2 separate regions of the Hordeum vulgare genome follow, and region 2 is linked to region 1. Evidence: chromatin contacts called from public Hi-C data. All regions are on one chromosome and are shown on one strand. The core of a region is the stretch at or near the end of the contact, and the rest is flanking DNA. Distances in the headings are between cores, read along the strand shown.

Evidence for each region. Hi-C and Micro-C count contacts between places; a contact is called where the count stands out from the background.
Region 2: a Hi-C map of leaf shows a contact between it and region 1, with 2.3 times the contacts expected there. The contact joins the enhancer-like site here to the promoter of LOC123395482 in region 1. A contact is called at or near these places in 2 of 6 Hi-C or Micro-C datasets (leaf and seedling).

What each region holds. Positions count from the first base shown.
Region 1 is chr5H:405,210,712-405,216,980 of MorexV3_pseudomolecules_assembly, forward strand. It overlaps LOC123395482 (molybdopterin synthase catalytic subunit-like), which reads left to right and starts at 2,397. Exons shown (of 1, transcript XM_045090486.1): 1 at 2,397-3,290. The coding sequence starts at 2,443. The coding sequence ends at 3,165.
Region 2 is chr5H:405,506,657-405,512,925 of MorexV3_pseudomolecules_assembly, forward strand. It overlaps LOC123395186 (protein NO VEIN-like), which reads right to left. Exons shown (of 11, transcript XM_045090126.1): 10 at 5,668-5,925; 11 at 3,959-5,327. The coding sequence ends at 4,155. Among protein-coding and RNA genes, the nearest start is that of LOC123395186, 18 kb to the right of the region's middle. Within about 2 kb of position 3,260, at least 1 of the 3 cell types and tissues checked has open chromatin away from gene starts, as enhancers often do. A contact at or near this core is called in leaf, where this site is marked.

The DNA.
Region 1 (6,269 bases), core at 1,147-3,646:
ATGTGGCGAGCGCTCCACTCGCCCCGCCTAATCGATCGCTCGTTCGGGCCACAACTGTTTTATACGGTCACGATTGACCAATTGACTGATCAACCATTGACTTTAATATTATAGAAGAAGAAAAAATCATAAAAAATATATAAATTAAAAAAGTTCACAGTTTTTTAAAAATGTTCATCGATTTCCAAAAAAAATTCACCAATTTTAGAAAAAAGGTCATCGAATTTGAAAAGAGTTCACCGGTTTTGAAAAAAGTTCACCGAATTTAGAAAAAAGTTCATCGAATTTGAAAACATTCATCAACTTAAAAAAAAGTTTATCGAATTTAAAAAAAAATCGATTTTGAAAAAAAAGTTCATCGAATATGAGAAAAAGTTCATCAATTTCGAAAACAATTCATCGAATTTTAAAAAAGTTCATTAAACTGAAAAAATCTTCAATAATTTTAGAAAAATAATCCACACATTTGAGAAAATAAATAAATAAATAAAACGTCGAACACAGTAGCAAACAGGAAAAAAGAGAAAAAAGAGAATTAAATGGACGACAGGAAAAAACGTAGTCGCATATATCTGATGGCCTAGTGGTTACTGCGGTCTCAGCGAACCATTAGGTCTTGTGTTCGATCCCCAAGCATATCATCTTAGCCCGTTAGCAATGTAACGGACGCCTGCAGCCCTAAATAGGGAATGCCGAAAAATATTCGATGCACGTGAGGCTAGACCGATCAAGACATATTATGCAGTGGGCTGGGATTTTGAAATCCAGATTGCATAAACGAGAAGGTGTTTGGAGTCCTCCAAAAACTAAGAACAAGAGAAAGGTGCTAAGTTGGAGCGCGAGCATCGTTTGCAATTATGGTATTAAGTTTTCCTCAGCTTTGAATGTTAAAACATCTGCGATGTGTTCTATATTTCTATCCGTGCAACAAGTTCTATTGAAGTAGAGCAATGAAATACTCCGTGTGTACTGGAGTAGCTGGTTCAATTCTTCGAGGCAGACATTTGTAGCAGGTTTGGACTGAGTCAACCCATTGATTGCTCACCGCAGGCAGAGCCATTCGATCTCAATCGCACGGGACGGGAGTGCACATGATCGCAAGTAATCAGGACGAACTTTGCTATATCTGACATGCTCGCTTGTAGGACTACTTTCTTTTTCTTCCGCTGTGTTCATTGAGCGACAAATCTGACTTACACTGCTACATAGTTAGGCCTGTTTGAAACTATTCCGTTTCTTAAAATTCAGTTCCGCTCTAAAAACACAAGTCAAACAAGATATCTTCATTACTTGTCGCTTCGTATAAAAACTAAAATCTAAGACACAACTTCATATCTTTTGTGAAGTTTTTTAAAAGATGTTTTGAAAAAAATATAAAAACTGAAGCTGGCAGAAAATTACCCACTGCTATCATCAGTAAATGGATACTTCTTCAATTTTTTTCTTACTCATTCAGTCAGATATATTTTTTAATCAAAATTTTCATTTTTAAAATTATAGCTGGATGAAAGCCAAACAATTTTTTTAAGAGAGTTACAATTTCCGTGTGAAACCGTTTGAAAATGAATTTAAAATGAATTTAATGGAGCGCGAGCATCGTTTGCAATTATGGTACTAAGTTTTCCTCAGCTTTGAATGTTAAAACATCTGCGATGTGTTCTATATTTCTATCCGTGCAACAAGTTCTATTAAAGTAGAGCAATGAAATACTCCCTGTGTACTGGAGTAGCTGGTTCAATTCTTCGAGGCAGACATTTGTAGCAGGTTTGGACTGAGTCAACCCATTGATTGCTCACCGCAGGCAGAGCCATTCGATCTCAATCGCACGGGACGGGAGTGCACATGATCGCAAGTAATCAGGACGAACTTTGCTATATCTGACATGCTCGCTCGTAGGACTACTTTCTTTTTCTTCCGCTGTGTTCATTGAGCGACAAATCTGACTTACACTGCTACATAGTTAGGCCTGTTTGAAACTATTCCGTTTCTTAAAATTTAGTTCAGCTCTAAAAACACAAGTCAAACAAGATATCTTCATTACTTGTCGCTTCGTATAAAAACTAAAATCTAAGACACAACTTCATATCTTTTATGAAGTTTTTTAAAAGATGTTTTGAAAAAAATATAAAAACTGAAGCTGGCAGAAAATTACCCACTGCTATCATCAGTAAATGGATACTTCTTCAATTTTTTTCTTACTCATTCAGTCAGATATATTTTTTAATCAAAATTTTCATTTTTAAAATTATAGCTGGATGAAAGCCAAACAATTTTTTTAAGAGAGTTACAATTTCCGTGTGAAACCGTTTTAAAATGAATTTAATGAAACGGAACTGTATTTTATATGAATTAGAGAAGTCCCAAATAGGCAGTATCTGGAAATACTGTGCCGCTTGAGGCCGAAATCGAATTAAAAAAAAAGTCTCCGATGCTGGGAGCAGGATGATAAAATATAAAATAAGAAAGCCGCAGGGCACTTCCGTGGTTCCTCTCCTCTCCTCTCCTCTCCTCCACCAAACCTTATCTCGCTGCGCCACCGACGACTTCGAGCGCCCGAGCTCCGTGATCCAAGCACCAGCAGCGCGGGCGCACAAGCTCCCCTCGATGGCCGGCGACGAGGCCCCGACGACGGAGGCGGCGTGCCAGGACCTGGTGGAGATCCTGGACGAGGGATCGGGCCGGCTGGACATGGGCCGGTACGTGGACCACGTCCGCGACCTGTCGGCGGGCGCCATCGCCACCTTCGAGGGCACCACGCGGGACCACTTCGACGGGAGGCGCGTGGTGGAGCTGCGGTACGAGGCGTACGGGTCCATGGCGCGGCGCCGGCTCGAGGCCATCCTCCGCGAGGCCCGCGCGGCCCACGCGCTGTGCCGGCTGGCCGTGGCGCACCGCCTCGGGACGGTCCCCGCCGGCGAGGCCAGCGTGTTCGTGGCGGCCTCGGCGGTGCACCGCGCGGACGCCATGGACGCGTGCCGCTACGTGATCGACGAGATCAAGGCCTCCGTGCCCATCTGGAAGAAGGAGGTGTACGACGACGGCGAGGTGTGGAAGGAGAACCGCGAGTTTCTCGACCGCACCGACGCCGACAAGAAGGGCAGGCCGGCCGGCCACGGCGGCTCCGGCGGCGGCTGCTGCGGCAGCAAGGTGAGGGTCAGCTCATGAGTAGCAGCCGCCGGATCGCGATCGCGCGAACATGGAGTTCTTTTCTATTCCCTTCTCCCTTGTAATTTTGAAAAATTTGCGAGCAAGAGAAACGTGCAGTTCGAATACATACGCACATTGTGTTACGCTGCTCGGTGCAAATCCTGTTAGGAAAATAATGTGCGAAGTTCGAATACGTATCACGTTTCAGCAAATCATGTGGTGTGGCAGCAGTATGAAATTTAAGAGCGTTCACCGTTCAGATCAACATAAAAGGCTGATGCTTCGTCGCTGTGGCTGGGAATTTGGCGCCCGTCAGTCCCTCTCAGATTGTGATCAAAAGAGATCTTGACAGACACATTGGCCGGTTGATAGCAATCTTCATAGACTGCTATCATCGGACACCAAGAATGTCACTGTTTAATCATTCGGATCGCCTAAGCAATCAGAACCGCCGACCAGCCTACTGTGCGCCCCGTAGATAGAGCGAGATTAACGTAGGATTATAACAGATCAGGGGGATGTTGCCTCGTCTGAAGAAAAGACAGAAATCAGTGGCACTGGGAATGTCTACACAGTTATACTGCCTTAAGATCAAAATAAAAAACAGAGGATATGCTGCTAAAAAGACCGAAACGTTCACATTGTTTTTACACTCGAACATGGGCTTTACGAGCTACCAGTAATACTTGTTGCATCGTCCACCCAATATTTCACAAGAAAATCAAGAGGATCGTCAAAGTGACAAAAAAGGCTGATGTCTCGTCACACTAGCTAAGAATGCGCTGCCCGTCACCGTCTTCTCTCGAATTGTGTTCAAAGTAGACATCGACATACTTCGTGGCCAATTGACAGCAATCTTCGTGTCATCGTTTCGGATCGAGTGTGATTTAAGACCATGGCGCATTGCTGGAGCTTCTGCCCTTGAAGCTACGTTTTTCACATGAGTTCCGCCATCCGTCTAAAATGTCATTTCCTCGTTTGGCATGACCATTGGCCAAATTCAGGACAACAGGATTTATGGACATGGTCGTTTCCTTGGCCGTTTGAATCTGCTCACCATGCGCCATTTGCCGACATTCCCACCGAATATCCACACATGCCACGGTACATTTTATTGCAGCCCCAAATGATCAGGAACCGGTGAACACAACATTTAATACTTTCGGCTTCTGAAATTTGGGATGAGCCCCAAATTTCAAGGGTTTCTCTAGTCCGATGCATGGACCAATAAGAAACTAGAGAGGACCCCTCTGCCACAGCTTTCGATCAGATTTTTTTGTAATGTCGGCAGTTCAACTGCCAAATTCATTAATCAGAAGAGGGTGTTACAAGAATCCTTAGAGGAGGAAAGCACCGCAAAAGGGCAGCGCAAAAAAGAAAAGAAAGAAAAATGATCCGTCGACAGCACCACAAACCCAAGATCTACCATCAATTGTGCCCACCATCGGAATCCATCGTCGGGATCTCCTAGGTGACGCCCCCAAGGAGAAAACGATGTTGAGGACACCGTCGTCACCCGATCTGGCACCGCCTGATCTTAGGTTTTCACCCGGAGATCTCATGGTAGTTGGTAGGAAGGGCAAACGGCTCCACAACGATACATCCAAGGAGGGAGACGACATCCGTGGATGTTGTTATTGTCGCGAGAATGATCCTGACAATAGTACCAAGGGTACGAACTAAGGGGCGAAGTCTAGCTAGGCGCAGTGGATGCACTCGGATTTACGAGTTCAGGCCCCACTCGGAGGTGGTAATAGCCCTACGTCTCGAGCCCGGAGGCTGGTGTTTGCTTATAGGGGGTGTAAAAGATTACAAGTGTTGAACCTTGAGTAGGTGCTCGGGGGTGGCTTATATAGTAGCTGCCATGATCGGTCGAGCACAATTATAAGGCAATAAATGATAATAAATAGGGAAGTGACAAGTAATAGTGGCCTTAATCCCTGGCGTTACTGGTAACGCGGGTCTTCATGGGCCTTCACACATGTGTTTAAGTCCTTGGACGTTGCAGTCCCTTCATTGTCCCTGCCTTGCTATGGACCGAGTGCTGGGAGCGTCCGATTGCTGCCAAGTAGACTGAGTGACCTCACGTGACCGAGTGAGAACACAATGATCGAATGAGGTTGAGACTATCTCGATGACTTGTAGGACTCCGATGTCCTTACGGGTACTTAGGTGGGCCCTATGGAAACGGGTCTGTAGGCCCACCCCTTAAGTATAACCCCGTCAGTAGCCCCCGAATCGGTAGAGGTTTTCTGGCCGAGTGAATGACCCCCTTGGTGTTTCGGAGACACATGGGTTGTCATCAGACGCAACGTCATTCGGACTCTTAGATAGCCACTACAGATTCAAGAGGAACAAATCCTGAATGTCCGAGCGTGCTGGTAAGTTCACATTCGGTAAGATCGAATACCTTTCGCGGAGATTTGTTCGATGATTCGGATGATCATGGGCCCAGAGCTCCATGTATCCAGTCGGCAAGCTGAAACGGATCCACTCGTACCAGCATAGTGGTGACATGATTGTCTTTTTGTGTTGCCCGAATGATCGGGGTCCCGCGGAGGGACTGGCGGGAAGAGTGCTTGATACGTCTCCATCGTATCTACTTTTCCAAACTCTTTTGCCCTTGTTTTGGACTCTAATTTGCATGATTTGAATTGAACTAACCCGGCTCACGCTGTTTTCAGCAGAATTGCCATGGTGTTGTTTTTGTGCAGAAATAAAAGTTCTCGGAATGACGTGGAAATTTACGAGGATTTTTTGTGGAATATATAAAAAATACTGGCGCAAGAATTACCTGGAGGGACGGAGCCAGGAGCCCACAAGCCCAGGAGGCGCCCCCCGTGGCCGCGCCTGGCAGGCTTGTGAGGCCCTCGTGGCTCTGCCGCCTCCAACTCCAGCTCTATATAGTCTATTTTGCCCAGAAAAAAAATAAGAGAGAAGAGTTCATCGTGTTTTACGATACGGAGCCGCCTCCACCACCTGTTCTTCCTCTGGAGGGCAGATCTGGAGTCCGTTCTGGGCTCCGGAGAGGGGAGATCGACGTCGTCGTCATCATCAACCATCCTTCATCGCTAATTCCATGATGCTCTTCACCGTTCATGAGTAATCTCATCGTAGGCTTG
Region 2 (6,269 bases), core at 2,010-4,509, 300 kb after region 1:
CACAGTCCACGGTCATTGGTCCCAACTTACTTTTTTGGTTATCGACACATTGACTTTCGCCAAACAGCTCCAAGTGTGCAAGTAAGAGAGGGTATTTCTTTTATTTTCCCATTGCTCAAATGGAGTAGTCCCATTATCCTCCGTGGGATCTTTATTCACGACATGACATGATGTCAATACAGCCTCCCCCTACCATGCCTTGGATAAACCCGATGTATCTAACATGGCGTTAACCAAATTTGTAAGAGTATGTCTTTTCCGTTCAGCAACCCCTTTTGACTCGGGTGGGTACGGAAGTGTCCTCTCATGAATAATAACATGCTTCACACAGAATAAATCGAACTCATTAGAAAAGTACTCTCCACCATGATCAAACCGATCTCGTTTTATTTTATTTTCAAGTTGGTTCCCAACTTCTGCCTATAGATTTTAAAGTAGTGTAGAGCCTCATCCTTAGTATTTAACAAATACACATAGCAAAATCTAGTGGAATCATAAATCAACATCATCAAAAATTTATTTCCTCCTTTAGTCAACACACCATTCATTTCGCAGAGATCTGAATGTATGAGATCCAGCGATGCCAGGTGTCTCTCGTTCGCAGCCTTGTGAGGCTTACGAGGTTGCTTAGCTTGCACATACACATGGCACTTAGAGCCTCTCGCTAAAGTGAAACTCGACATTAAATTCATCTTAGCTAGCCACATCATACAACCGAAATTAGTGTGGCAAAGACGTGAATGTCAAATCTCACATTCGTTCACATTAGAATGAATTTGGTTCACAACGTTATTACAAAAATCCGCTAGGGAAATGCGGAACAAACCTCCTCAATCATATCCTTTTCCAACAAACAGTCCATACCGAGATACAGCTACTTTATTAGACTCGAATACTAACTTAAACCCTTATTTACATAGAAGGGAGCCACTAACGAGATTCTTCTTGATAGCGGGGACATGCCGCACATTCTTCAGTGCCACGATCTTTCCCAAAGTAAACTTCAGATCTACCGTGTCAACACCATGAACAGAAGCATGCGAGCCATTTCCCATCAGGATGGAGCAATCTCGTGCGACCTGATAAGAAGAGAACAATGACATATCAGCACACACATGAATATTGGCCCCAGTGTCACCACACCAATCGGTGGACTAACAAATTGAAAGTACAATAGACAAATTAGCATACCCGGTTGCCCCATTAGTGTTGCTCATAGTCACATTGATAGACTTGGAGTCATGTCCTAACTTCTTGTACTTGTTTGGACACTTGTTTGCCCAATGTTCCTCTGAGCCACAAGTAAAGCAGCCATCGCTCTTTTTGTCTTTCTTCTTACCCTTCTTCTTGAAGGTAGTATTCTGCTGGACAGAGTTCTTTCCCTTGAACTTGTGAAAATTCTTCTGGACCACATTGGCACTAGAAGAACCCTCTACCACTTTCACGTGTGAGTCCTTTGCTCTTAGTTCTGCTCGGCACTTAGATGAACGATGGCATCCTAAACAGAGAATTCACGTCTTAAGTGCTTGAGAGAAGTAGCAAAGTTCCTCCATCCACGAGGGAGTTTTACAATAATACAACTCGCGACAAACTTGTCCGATAACTCACACTTCAAGAGCTCCAGCTCCTTAGCGAGGGTACTGTATCTCATGAGCCTGGTCCAAAACAGGATGGTTATTAACCATCATGTAATCATGGAAATGCTCATAGCATACTGTTCGCTTCCAGCATCGGTTGCGCGGAACTTAGCTTCGAGTGCATCCCACATGTTTTTGGTAACGCGCATATGAAGATATGTGTCGACCAACTTGTTTCCGATCATAGGAAGAACGGCTCCCGCAAAGACGGTGGTGGCCTCCCTGAACGCCTTCTCCTGTTCAGGAGCAATCGTTCTGCGGGATCCACAGCACCGGTCGAGAACACATTCAAAGTTGTGAGCCACAAGGTGGTCCTCGTCTACCAACGCTTAAAATGCGTTCTAGTAAACTTTTCTAGTTTCAGTGTAGCGGTGAAGCCATGAATAGAAAAGTGCCTAAAATAAGGCTTTTGGATTGTTGGAAATATTAGCACTTTCCCGATTAGACTAATCCACGAGCAAATAACAAGCATGATAAATACAGTATGCACTTCACACTAATACTAAGCATACTGGCACGTGTAGTACATAGAAACAAAATATCAATGAACATGGCATATATGGCTAGCACGAGAACGAGTAAATGAGGGATGAACTTATCATACCCTCCGGCTGGCCAAGGCAACGCGACGACGGTAGCAGCAGCCGGCAACGACGACAAGAAGTAGTCGAAACAGAGGAGAACGGAGACGGAGCAAGTCTCGCCGAGACGCTCCCCCAAAACCTTATTGCCATTCTCCCGGGTAGGATCTCAAACGACGGGGTTTCGGAGGCGCCTGCTCTCCCGACTAACCGTGAACGAGGTCGTGGAGATGGGATCGCCGGAAGCAGCACACGATCTAGGGTTGTATAAAAAGTGAGAGAACGAACGGATTAGGTTTCACTCCACAAACGGCGTCTCCTTATAAAGGTCATCGATAGATGGGCCAGGGCCAGACCCACGACCAAGTCTGCGCGCGTCGTGATGAGACGGGCGGCATAGGAGGAGGAGCGTGCGTGTACAACTTCTCTTTTCAAACTTTTAATGGCATGTGATAGAGCAACCCTTATAAAAGGATATCATTCTTACTACTGTAGCGGTATGATACTAAACTTTCACCACTTACCGTACACCCACATGGACCATAGAGATTAACTAGGAATCATTATCTTATCGGGTCTAAACCCATCTATAATCCAACATATTTTGCATCGGCAAGAAATATGTTCTTCGCATATCATACCCGCAATACGGCTATCGACGCCGGGTCATATTTTGCGTAATAGGGATTTGACTCTTTCTCGTCTTGTTTTTTTTTTTTTGGGTTATTTTCCTGGGTTATTTTCCTGGGTTTGATTTTGAACACAATACTTGTCTTTTTTTTCTTTTTTTTTTCTTTTTGCGGAACACAGTACTTGTCTTGTTGATCAACTCAAGCAAATGATCTATCCAGGCACAAGCTACCTCATTCAATAAGTAGTTATGGATGAATTTCCGGAGCATTTACCTGTATAGTGATGGGACACGGTCAAAATGCACGCTCTTGGCCTCACCGTCCATGGTAACTCATACGCACTAGTCGTTGGGAAAGTGAGGGGAAACTATCCTCAGCGCTGGAAGCGGAAGATGGACAGAGACAACTCACCAGACCAGCGGCCGTGCTCGCTGCTGAATCGCGTTAGACGACTTTGACCACTCTGGCTTATCAAGCTAGGTCCTCACCTTCTATCTGATATTTTGATTCACGTGAATTTCATGTAAATATTTCTTGGCGAACGAGTAAACATCATTAACTTGCTGCCACATCATTGACGGTAAAATGGATTCCTGCAGAGGCGATCGAATCCAATGAAAGATAGCAATACTGTTGCTTTGGAGAAGATGACCCTAGCTGCCCTCTCATCTGACTTCGCCCTTGAACACTCACTCCACCAAAGTTCTTGCTACGCGCATGTTAAACAGCTGATGCAACCATCATCCGCACAGAAATATTTAACCCATCAAAGGTAGATATTACTCCAACAGCGAGCTCTCCATCAACCTCCATAATATTATTAGATGCTTTCTAAATATAAGCCATTTAAAAAAAATTAATTTAAACTATATACGAAATAAAATGAATAAATCTGCACTCTAAAGTACGTCTACTGAAGTGTTTGGTTGGGCTTCCAACCACCGAAAGTCGGATGAAAGCCCAATCAAACACCCTCTACATACATCCATATGTAGTTTGTATTGAAACCTCTAAAATGTGTTATATTTAGAAACCTAAAATGTGCTAAATTTAGAAACGAGGGAGTAGTGCTGTGTTTTTCTAGCGGGGTAATGATGGATAGCACAAGTTAATCGTAAACTGGAGACAGACATCCACTCATCAGATTGCCATCACTAAACACGTTCAAGTAACATCCGCCAGAAGCACAGGTTAGAGAGCTACACTAGCGCTTTTTTACACATGAGCTACAGTGCTACACCAGATATATACAAAATCTAAGAGTTAGAAATCACGGAGGCATCGTTGCATCACAAAAGGCTCGATCAAGATGCAGATTCATCGGGGGTCGGCGATTTGGCATCGGGCTTCAACGAAACTGAGATTTGATTGAGTTTTCGATACTTTTTCGACATAACAAGAGCAAAATTCAAGTCGTCCACCTTCTGGTGGCAGAGCTTCTGCGGATTCTTCATCATCATTATATTAGCTTTCTCTGAACCTTTCAGGACGACATGGGCGATGCTGAACGAATCCCCTTTCTCTAGCGCGAATTGCCATTCATTGGGTGTGATGTGGAACCAGTCCTTGTTTGAAGTCACGGTCGCCTTCACCTCCACATACTCTGCGGCGCCACCCTCAGGCGTGATGACAATGTCATAGGGGAGGCCAGATTCCTTCTCTTCGTTCACCCACTTGACATTGCTAGATCCCAGCTGCCTGACAAGGTATTGGTGTACCGCAGCTTCACCAAGCCTGCCGGTTCTTAACCGCTCATCTTGCTTGTGAACTGTGGCTTTACCAGGCGTGCCAGCTCCTAACTCGCTTCCATCTTCTGCAACATCAGCGAGTTTCTCATCAACGTCAGTTAAATCAGTTTCATCAATCAGACTTGGTGAGCTTCCTGCTTCCAAGTCCAAACAAGCAGGCTCATCATCAACTTCCATAGTACTCTGTACGCCTAGCATATGTTCTGTTGTTGAGTCCTCTTTCACGGCATTATCCCCTTCAACCTTGACGGGAACGGAAGTATCCTCCATGCGTCCACACTTGACAGGGTTGCTAAGCTCTGGTGAAGATGCAATATCATTCGCCTTTATCTCTTGCTGGCTTACGTAAGAGGTTTCAAGATCAGGTGCTGTTTCAGGATTATTTGGTGGGTGGCTTCCAATGATTCCTGGGTTTTTCTTACGCTTGAGGGGGTGTCTGGGTTCATCCGGAGGTTGGAGTTCAGCTGTTGGGGAACTAAATATTTCCTCGGCGACAAACGACGAAGAAAAGGACCAAGCAGCTTCCTGTTCAGGCAACGGAGGCACCTTCTGATTGTTGACAATAAAAAACTCAATTTGTTCCACTGTGGAGTCAGATTCTGACATGGTTTTGACCATGTGAAGAAAATTTGCAAAGTGTAGATCAACAGATCCATCAAAGAAAAGTTTAGAAATTTCCAGAAGAATCGAATGTGAATCAGCTTCTTGAGTAGCATATAAAATATTTCCCTGGAAATGAGTAACAAATAAAATCAATTTTCAAAACCGATAATGTTACTTAGCGAAAATCTGAAAGTTCTGATGCAACACGTCGAGCATGTCCACAGATGACAGTAAGGTCTACATCAAATGTTATTGCTAATAAATGCAATGTAAGATCATGGCAAGATAATTTATATCGCTATTTTCCAGCTGTACAATATATTAGGGCGTGAAAATATATCTAATTTTTTCAGGTGTCCTGCAAGATCTTTACGAAATACTATCCTACCGACATGCATAAAAATGGGATAAATAATGATGCGAGTCGGTCCTAACTATAAACACTGAAAGAAAGTCAGATACTAACCTGTAAAAGACAAGAGCATTCAAATCTGCCCTTGCAAGAACTATCACGTCCTTTCAGCATATATTTGTAGGATAACTTCTCAACAACAATAACTTCAAGACTGCTAAGCTTTGTGACCTCATTTTGCTGAAATTTATTGTAAGTATCTCCATGCATCTTGTAGATGTAACGTTGCATATATGGTAAAAGCCAATTAAGTAAACTAGCCTTTCCTCTGTTGTTCCCTGTACCAGAATGCATTGCTTCACGGTACACAACCTGTGTGAAGGTGGCCATTGTGGATGAGAATCATACAAAAAATGGTTGATCAAAAAATCATACAACAAATGAACACTAGCTAACACAAATTGATTTGAGTACATATTGAGCGTATGCTCCTACTTCCTTCTGATAACCTCAACATTTGAAGGGTCATTGAAGTAAATATGCATGTGTAACTGCACAACTAGCAACACAACGAGGACCATATACCTAATATGGTAATATACTGTAATTTATTGGAAAAAATCTAAACTCGTGAGATTAAATGATGAATGAGGCTTACAGTTATCTATCATTACTCAAACTCATGGTGTTAGGCAGTCACAAACAGATTTAATAAA